Linked DNA regions of Mus musculus: region 2 is linked to region 1. The links are chromatin contacts, called in public HiChIP or PLAC-seq maps. All regions are on one chromosome and are shown on one strand. The core of a region is the stretch at or near the end of the contact, and the rest is flanking DNA. Distances in the headings are between cores, read along the strand shown. Region 1 overlaps Scp2 (sterol carrier protein 2, liver). Region 2 holds the start of Scp2 (sterol carrier protein 2, liver).

Region 1 (3,309 bases), core at 633-3,132:
ACCACGTACATAGGCACAGGCTCTAATGGTAAATACATTTCTAGTTAAAAAAGGAAACCAAGGTCCAGAGAGGTGGCTCAGTGGTTAAAAGTGGCTACTCTTCCAGAGGACCCAGGTTCAGTGTCTCACAGCCATCTGTTAACTCCAGCTACAGAAGATCCAATCCCCTCTTCTATCCTCCATAGATACTCGGCATGCACATGGTACATAGACACGCATGGAGGCAAAACGACAAACTCATTTAAGAATAAATTAATTAAAAAAAAAAAGAAAACCAGCCAGGTGTGGTGGCACATGCCTTTAATCCCAGCACTCGGGAGGCAGAGGCAGACGGATTTCTGAGTTCAAGGCCAGCCTGGTCTACAAAGTGAGTTCCAAGACAGCCAGGGCTATACAGAGAAACCCTGTCTCAAAAAACCAAAAAAAAAAAAAAAAAAAAGAAAACCAAAATTGGTACAATTTTTGATATCTTTTTTAAAGAAAAGAAACACATTCATTGTAAACAAATTAGCAAATATAAATAAGCAAAAAGAAAACATAAATCATTTCTAATTTTATCCTATAAAGAAACATCACAGCTGCTATCAATTCCATCCTTTTTCTCTACACAATAGTTTTAAAAGCGAGTATGATGGCTGAGCCTGGTGGTGCACAGCCTTTAATCCTGACACTCAAAGCTTGAGGAAGACAGATCTGTGAGTTCCAGACCAGCCTGGGCTACCTAAGCAAGTTCCAGAAGAGCCAGGACTCCATAAAGACACTCTGGATCCAGTGGAGTGGTATGGACGGAATGGTATATGCATGGAATCCCAACTGAAGGTTCAAGGCCAGCCTGAGCTAACAACTGAGCCCTAGGCCAGCCTAGGTTGCACAGCTGAGAATCTAACCAAAAGGAGGTGGGGACCATCTACTTTTATATCCTCCTGCCTCTGCCTCCCGAGTGCTGAGATTAAAGTGTACATCACCACATCTGGTTTGTCCTTTTCTCTTTCAATAGAGAAAAATCTTTATGTGTGAGTGTGTGTGCACATTTTGGTTTTCTGACATATGGTTTTACTCTGTAACTTAGACTGATCTCAAACTGGCAGCCGCCTCCTGTCTCAGCCTCCCAAGTGCTGCTATGGTTACAAGCAGGAGCATCTGTACCCAGCAACAGTTCTAGCTAAATTTATTCTTAGGGATTTTTACAGTGTTCTTGTTAATAATATATCTTCATTATATTTAATGGCTGAGTTATTACAGACACATAGAAAATATGGTAATCTTTTTATGCTTTTTCTGGACCTGGCTACTTTTAAGTTTTCCTTGTCCATTTAGGACTTAATGGCCTGCAGTAATTTATATATCCAGGGTTCTTCATCCCTATTCTTTCCCTTAACAAAGATTTAAAGTGTTCACTGTATTCACACTGTAATGAGCACCTGAAACACTCAAATGCTTATTTCCCTGGAGGAATTTACATCACCTGACACCACAGTCACCTCTGTTTCTATGTGTGCAGAACCACGGCCCTAATTTGTGTTCTCTTCTTCCTTCCCACTCTGCGTGTGTGTGTGTGTGTGTGTGTGTGTGTGCGCGCGCGTGCGTGTGTATGTTTATACATGAGCAGTGTAACAATAACTGAAGTGTAATTCAGACCCTACAAAATGCACTTTTTCACAGTATACAATTTAGTAACTTTTTTTAGTGCACTCTAAGATGTGTTTGACAGTTAATCTTCATTATCAACTTGACAGGATTTAGAATCATAAAGAAAGACACACCTTGCTGAGTGTTAGTGCATTTCCAGAGGTTTACTAGAGAACCCCCACACCAGATGTGGGTGGCACTATCCCATGTGCTGGGATCCCAGACCAAATCAAAAGGGAAGCGGGCTGAGCACTGGCTCTTCTCTCTGGGCTGGAGCTCTTGGCCGTGGCTGTGCTATGACTCACGCTCCTGCCACCATCCCTCCCACCATGCCCAGACGGTATCTTTCTTAAACCAGGAGCCAAAATAAACCCTTCCTTCCTTCGACAGCTGTGTCACGTACGTGGCCACAGTGATGCAGAGAGTGACTAATAAACAACGTGCAACCTCAACATCACTACTCTCAGAACATTCTCACGTTCTCATGTGAACTAACAGCCCTTGCAGTCAGTCGCCATTTTCTGATACTAGCTTCTGAAAACCACAAACTGGCTTATTCTGAATATTTCCTATAAATAGAACCATACAGTGTGCTCTTTGTGAGTAGCCTGTTTCATTTAACATATTCTCAAGGTTCATGCTGGGTTGTGTATCAGCCAGTACCTCTCTCCTTTCTATGGTAAGATAAGACTCTACTGAATATGGTTACTTGTTTAACTATTTATGTTTCTTGTTGTGTGTGTGTATGTGCATTTTCTGTGTATTTGTACATGTACGTATGGGGGTGCTCACTCATGCAGGCACAAACAGATGCCAGCAACTGATGTCTTTTTCATCTGTCTTCCCATTTCATTCATTCATTCATTCATTCATTCATAGACAGGGTTTCTCTGTGTAGCCCTGGCTGTCCTGGAACTCTCTATGTAGAGCAGGCTGGCCTCAAACTTACAAGGATCCACCTGCCTCTGCCTCCTGAGTGCTGAGATTAAAGGCGTGCGCCACTCGGCCCAGCTTCCACCTTTCTGAGAAAGGTCTCACTGGACCTGGAGCTCAATGCTTCAGCTAGACTGGCTGCCAGCCAGCTCCCGGGATCCGCGTGTGTTCTCTCAGCTTTAGAAGCCCACCCACCGCCAGCCACACTCTGCCTTTGCACGGGTGCTCAGGGAATCCCAGCGTGGGTTCTCGTGCTCAGGAAGTCACGGCTTTACCCACTGAGCAGTCTCCAAGTCCTCTTCTCCTTGTCTTCATTTTGGTTTTATGACTACTGTGGACAGAGGCTCTTCTTCTCTTGCTTGGGTCGAGAGTTAGGAGGGAATTGCTGGATCATAAGCTGCTTAACTCCTCGAGGAACTACCAAACTTTCAAAACACCAATACCCCACAACCCTACTAGCATTGAATAGGGGTTCAAATGTCTCTACATCCTCACTACTGATTCGTATCCTCACTACCTTTTATTAGTCAGTTCACTGGTGTGTCAGACTTTTTCTTAAATAGTTCCTTGGTGTTCCAGAAAGCAGTCATGGGTCTTACAGCAAAGTAGCTGTTCTAGTCAGCACCCACTTTCCTCAGTAGTCATCTCCTTTCAGTACTACGGATCAAACTTGAGCCAGGTTTCTTCTGGGGCCAGTGGCCAGTGACTACTTCCAGATACGTCTGCCTCTGCACAGCGCCCCACAAA
Region 2 (3,374 bases), core at 512-3,011, 60 kb after region 1:
TGGCAAGCAGTCTACCGAGTGAGTCATGTCCCCTGCCCAATCTTGCTTTTATTCATTTTTGTCACGGTCACCCTCACATATAACACATAGCACATGTACTGCATATATGCTTAAATGATGAAACCATCTTTAATTCCTTTTTCTCTTCCCTAAGGAATATTAATATCCCCTTCACCTCCACCTCCCAACTAGAAAAAAATTAAACATATCTTTTTTTTTTTTTCAGAAACTATGCTTTTTCTATACAGCCCATATAAACAGACATTAAGCAATCATGGGAAGACACTTTAAAATGGAACAACATACTAGCAGGGCATGGGGATCAGGGACACTTGCAGGTTCAGAGGGGGGGGGGCAGTTTGAGAGACTGAATCAGAAGTTTAAAGCCAGCCAGGGCCATATAAGATACTTTTTTAAAAAAAAATCTAGAGAATATTCTGGAAAGTTTTACTGCCCACCTACTTACTATATGAGAAGCTCCCCCTCTGAGAAACAGTGGGATGCCCTTTAAGTTTTAGAACATATTAGTCAACTTTTCTATTTACATGTTTTGAATAAATTATTTGTTTTCACCTGTTACTAAGATAATGTAAAATTTGGGTTTTGTTTTTTTTTTTTACAGTACAAAAAGATTCTTCACAGTAACTCTTTCACCAGTAAATCCATTTAATATCAATCATCTAACATTCACTGTCATTAGGCACGAGTGATTTATCACTGTGAGTGATACAGCAGTAAATAATTGTGGTACCCACCCTGTAGCAATACATTAGGAGAATATAGTCATCTGAACAAAGAATCCCAGTGCATCAAAGTAAATTAGAGCTAAGCTCAAGGCTCTAGAGGTAAGAAAGACAAGATAGGGCTGGCGAGATGGCTCAACGGGTAAGAGAACTGACTGCTCTTCTGAAAGTCCTGGGTTCAAATCCCAGCAACCACATGTTTGTTTGTTTTGTTTTGTTTGTCGGTTTGGTTTGCTTTGTTTTGTGAAACAAGGTCTTGATATGATTCAGACTCGCAGCAGTTCTCCTGGCTGCATCTCCTAAAGCTCATACTAGAGATGTGAACCACCCGGCCGGCCTACTCGGGATTTAGAATCTAAGGAAGTGTGAGATTTGTGCTGTGTTGGGGGCTCCTTCACAGACTAAAAAGCTAGAATAAGCAAACAGGAAGGCGAATAAAAAAATGACTGAGAGGGGCTGGCGAGATGGCTCAGTGGTTAAGAGCACCGACTGCTTTTCCGAAGGTCCGGAGTTCAAATCCCAGCAACCACATGGTGGCTCACAACCATCCGTAACGAAATCTGATGCCCTCTTCTGGAGTATCTGAGGACAGCTACAATGTACTTACTTACATGTACTTACATATAATAAATAAATAAATCTTTAAAAAAAAAAAAAATGACTGAGAGAACAAGCCCAAGATACTGAGACCCTAGTGACAGCATCATACACCCTCAGGTCGCCTCTCTGGAGGGAAAGGTCAGAGGGACAGCAGCGCAGACTGTGACCGTCCCCTTGCCGCGCTTCCCTGTCGCCTCGGACTGCGGGGAATAACAGAGGCAGATCTCTCGCTGCTCACAACTCTGTTTACCTTGGTCATGCCAACGCCGACCACGAACACCCGGCGCAGGCGCGGAGATTTCAAAGCGACAGAAGGCATGGCTCCAGCAGCGAAGGTCTCCTACAGACTGAGGCTTTGCAGAACCAAAGCCGGGTCGGGTCCGATTATCCCAACCCCAGGCGTCGGGGGCGGGGCCGCAGCGTCAGGGGCGGGGCCGAGTTACGGGAACCGACCGGAGGAGGCAGGGTAGAGGATGTACGCATGCGTGGCGATCCTAGAGCCAAGTCCTTTATGGGTTCTTTTGACCTACTGTGTTAGACTCAGGCAAAGTTTCTCAAGGAGGCCTCGGTTTCTGTGCTTCCTCTTTTTACAGTGAGAGAGGGAAGGCCTAAAATGGAAGCTCTGGCCTCAGAGGAAACTCAGAATCCTGTGGGGATTCTCTAGAGTGTTAGAGACGTTCTGTATGTGTGAGAGTAGTTACAACACGCAGTATATGAGCAAAAAGCACGATGTACACTAATAAAGTCAGAATTCTATGTGCGGATAAGATGTTTTTTAAAAATTAAGTCAGATCAGGGCTTAGTGGTTCACACCTTTAATATCTCCACACGAGAGGAAGAGGCAGGCAGATCTCTGCCAAAAATGGTACAAAGACCAAAATCCATCAAAGACCTGGTCCATAGTTCCAGGAAACAGGAAAGTCTCTAAATGTGGTAACCTTACGTTTTGGCTTCCGTAGTTCTGTTTCTTGCTAATTGAAGTGTGCCAACCAGAATGTGGGTTTCCATGATTGGACAAGTATCCTCTGTAGCCAGGAGCCATCAATACGAAGTTTGTTCTCAGCCTTAAGAGTGTCTGTGTCGGGCTGGAAAGATGGCTCAGCGGTTAAGAGCACTGACTGTTCTTAAAGGTACTGAGTTCAAATCCCAGCAACCACGTGGTGGTTCACAACCATCCGAAATGCGATCTGATGCCCTCTTCTGGGGTGTCTGAAGACAGCTACAGTCATAAATAAATAAATAAATAAATAAATAGGAAAAAAAGGTATATATTACTATCCCCTAAACTTAAAAAAAAAAAAAAAAAAAAAAGAGTGTCTGTGTCTCTATTACTATCCCCTTTAAAAGAAAAAAAAAAAGAGTTTCTGTGTCTGAGCTGGCGAGATGGCTCAGCGGGTAAGAACACTGCTCTTCTGAAGGTCCTGAGTTGAGATCTGACGCCCTCTTCTGGTGTGTCTGAAGACAGCTACAGTGCACTTATGTATAATAATAAATAAATCTTAAAAAAAAAAAAAAAAACAGACTGTCTGTGTGCTGTTCTCTGGTGGACATGCCTCAAAACAAATTCAAGTCCAGCCTGGAATCATCTGCAAAGTGAGACCCTGTCTCAAAAAAAAAAAAAAAAAAAAAGAAGAAGAAGAAGAAGAAGTTATAATGTGCATGGGGGGGGCTAACTTGCTCTGTAGACCAGGCTGGCCTCACATACAGAAATCCGCCTGTCTCTGCCTCCCAAGAGCTGGGATTAAAGACTTGGGCCATTACTGCCCAGCAACTATGCATATTTTTTTGTAACAGCCAGTCAAGCATAATCCGATCGGTCAGACCATGTCTGGTAAAGCGACTGCTCGTCTGTTACTATTTCTTTACTGTCCTTCCATTGTTCTAGCTGTAAATATTGTCCATGTTCGAAAGCTGAGCTCCCTGAGCCTCTTTTGATTATGAATAATGCCTATCTTATGTGTGAATTATTTCTTATGTGGCAGAGCAACACTTGGGAAAGCAAGCAGATCCTAACACTTGGGAAAGCAGAGG

What was found. HiChIP or PLAC-seq counts read pairs in DNA pulled down with a chosen protein or histone mark.
Region 2: a CTCF HiChIP or PLAC-seq map of the NIH/3T3 cell line shows a contact between it and region 1, with 18 read pairs. The contact joins the promoter of Scp2 here to the enhancer-like site in region 1. A contact is called at or near these places in 6 of 39 promoter capture datasets (the 3T3-L1 cell line, 3T3-L1-derived adipocytes, cranial neural crest and 2 more), 1 of 15 datasets of contacts at CTCF or cohesin (the NIH/3T3 cell line), 21 of 484 Hi-C or Micro-C datasets (CD4 T cells, CD8 T cells, DN2 thymocytes and 15 more), 1 of 115 datasets of contacts at active chromatin or transcription factors (bone marrow-derived macrophages) and 3 of 9 other capture datasets (adipose tissue, liver and pancreatic islet).

What each region holds. Positions count from the first base shown.
Region 1 is chr4:108,056,364-108,059,672 of GRCm38.p6, forward strand. The region is part of intron 13 of Scp2 (sterol carrier protein 2, liver); the gene reads right to left. Among named protein-coding and RNA genes, the nearest start is that of Gm23354, 16 kb to the left of the region's middle. Within about 2 kb of position 1,883, at least 98 of the 459 cell types and tissues checked have an H3K27ac peak or open chromatin away from gene starts, as enhancers often do. A contact at or near this core is called in CD8 T cells, DN2 thymocytes, the NIH/3T3 cell line and 7 more, where this site is marked.
Region 2 is chr4:108,116,786-108,120,159 of GRCm38.p6, forward strand. Scp2 (sterol carrier protein 2, liver) reads right to left here and starts at 1,762. Exons shown (of 16, transcript NM_011327.4): 1 at 1,594-1,762. The coding sequence starts at 1,662.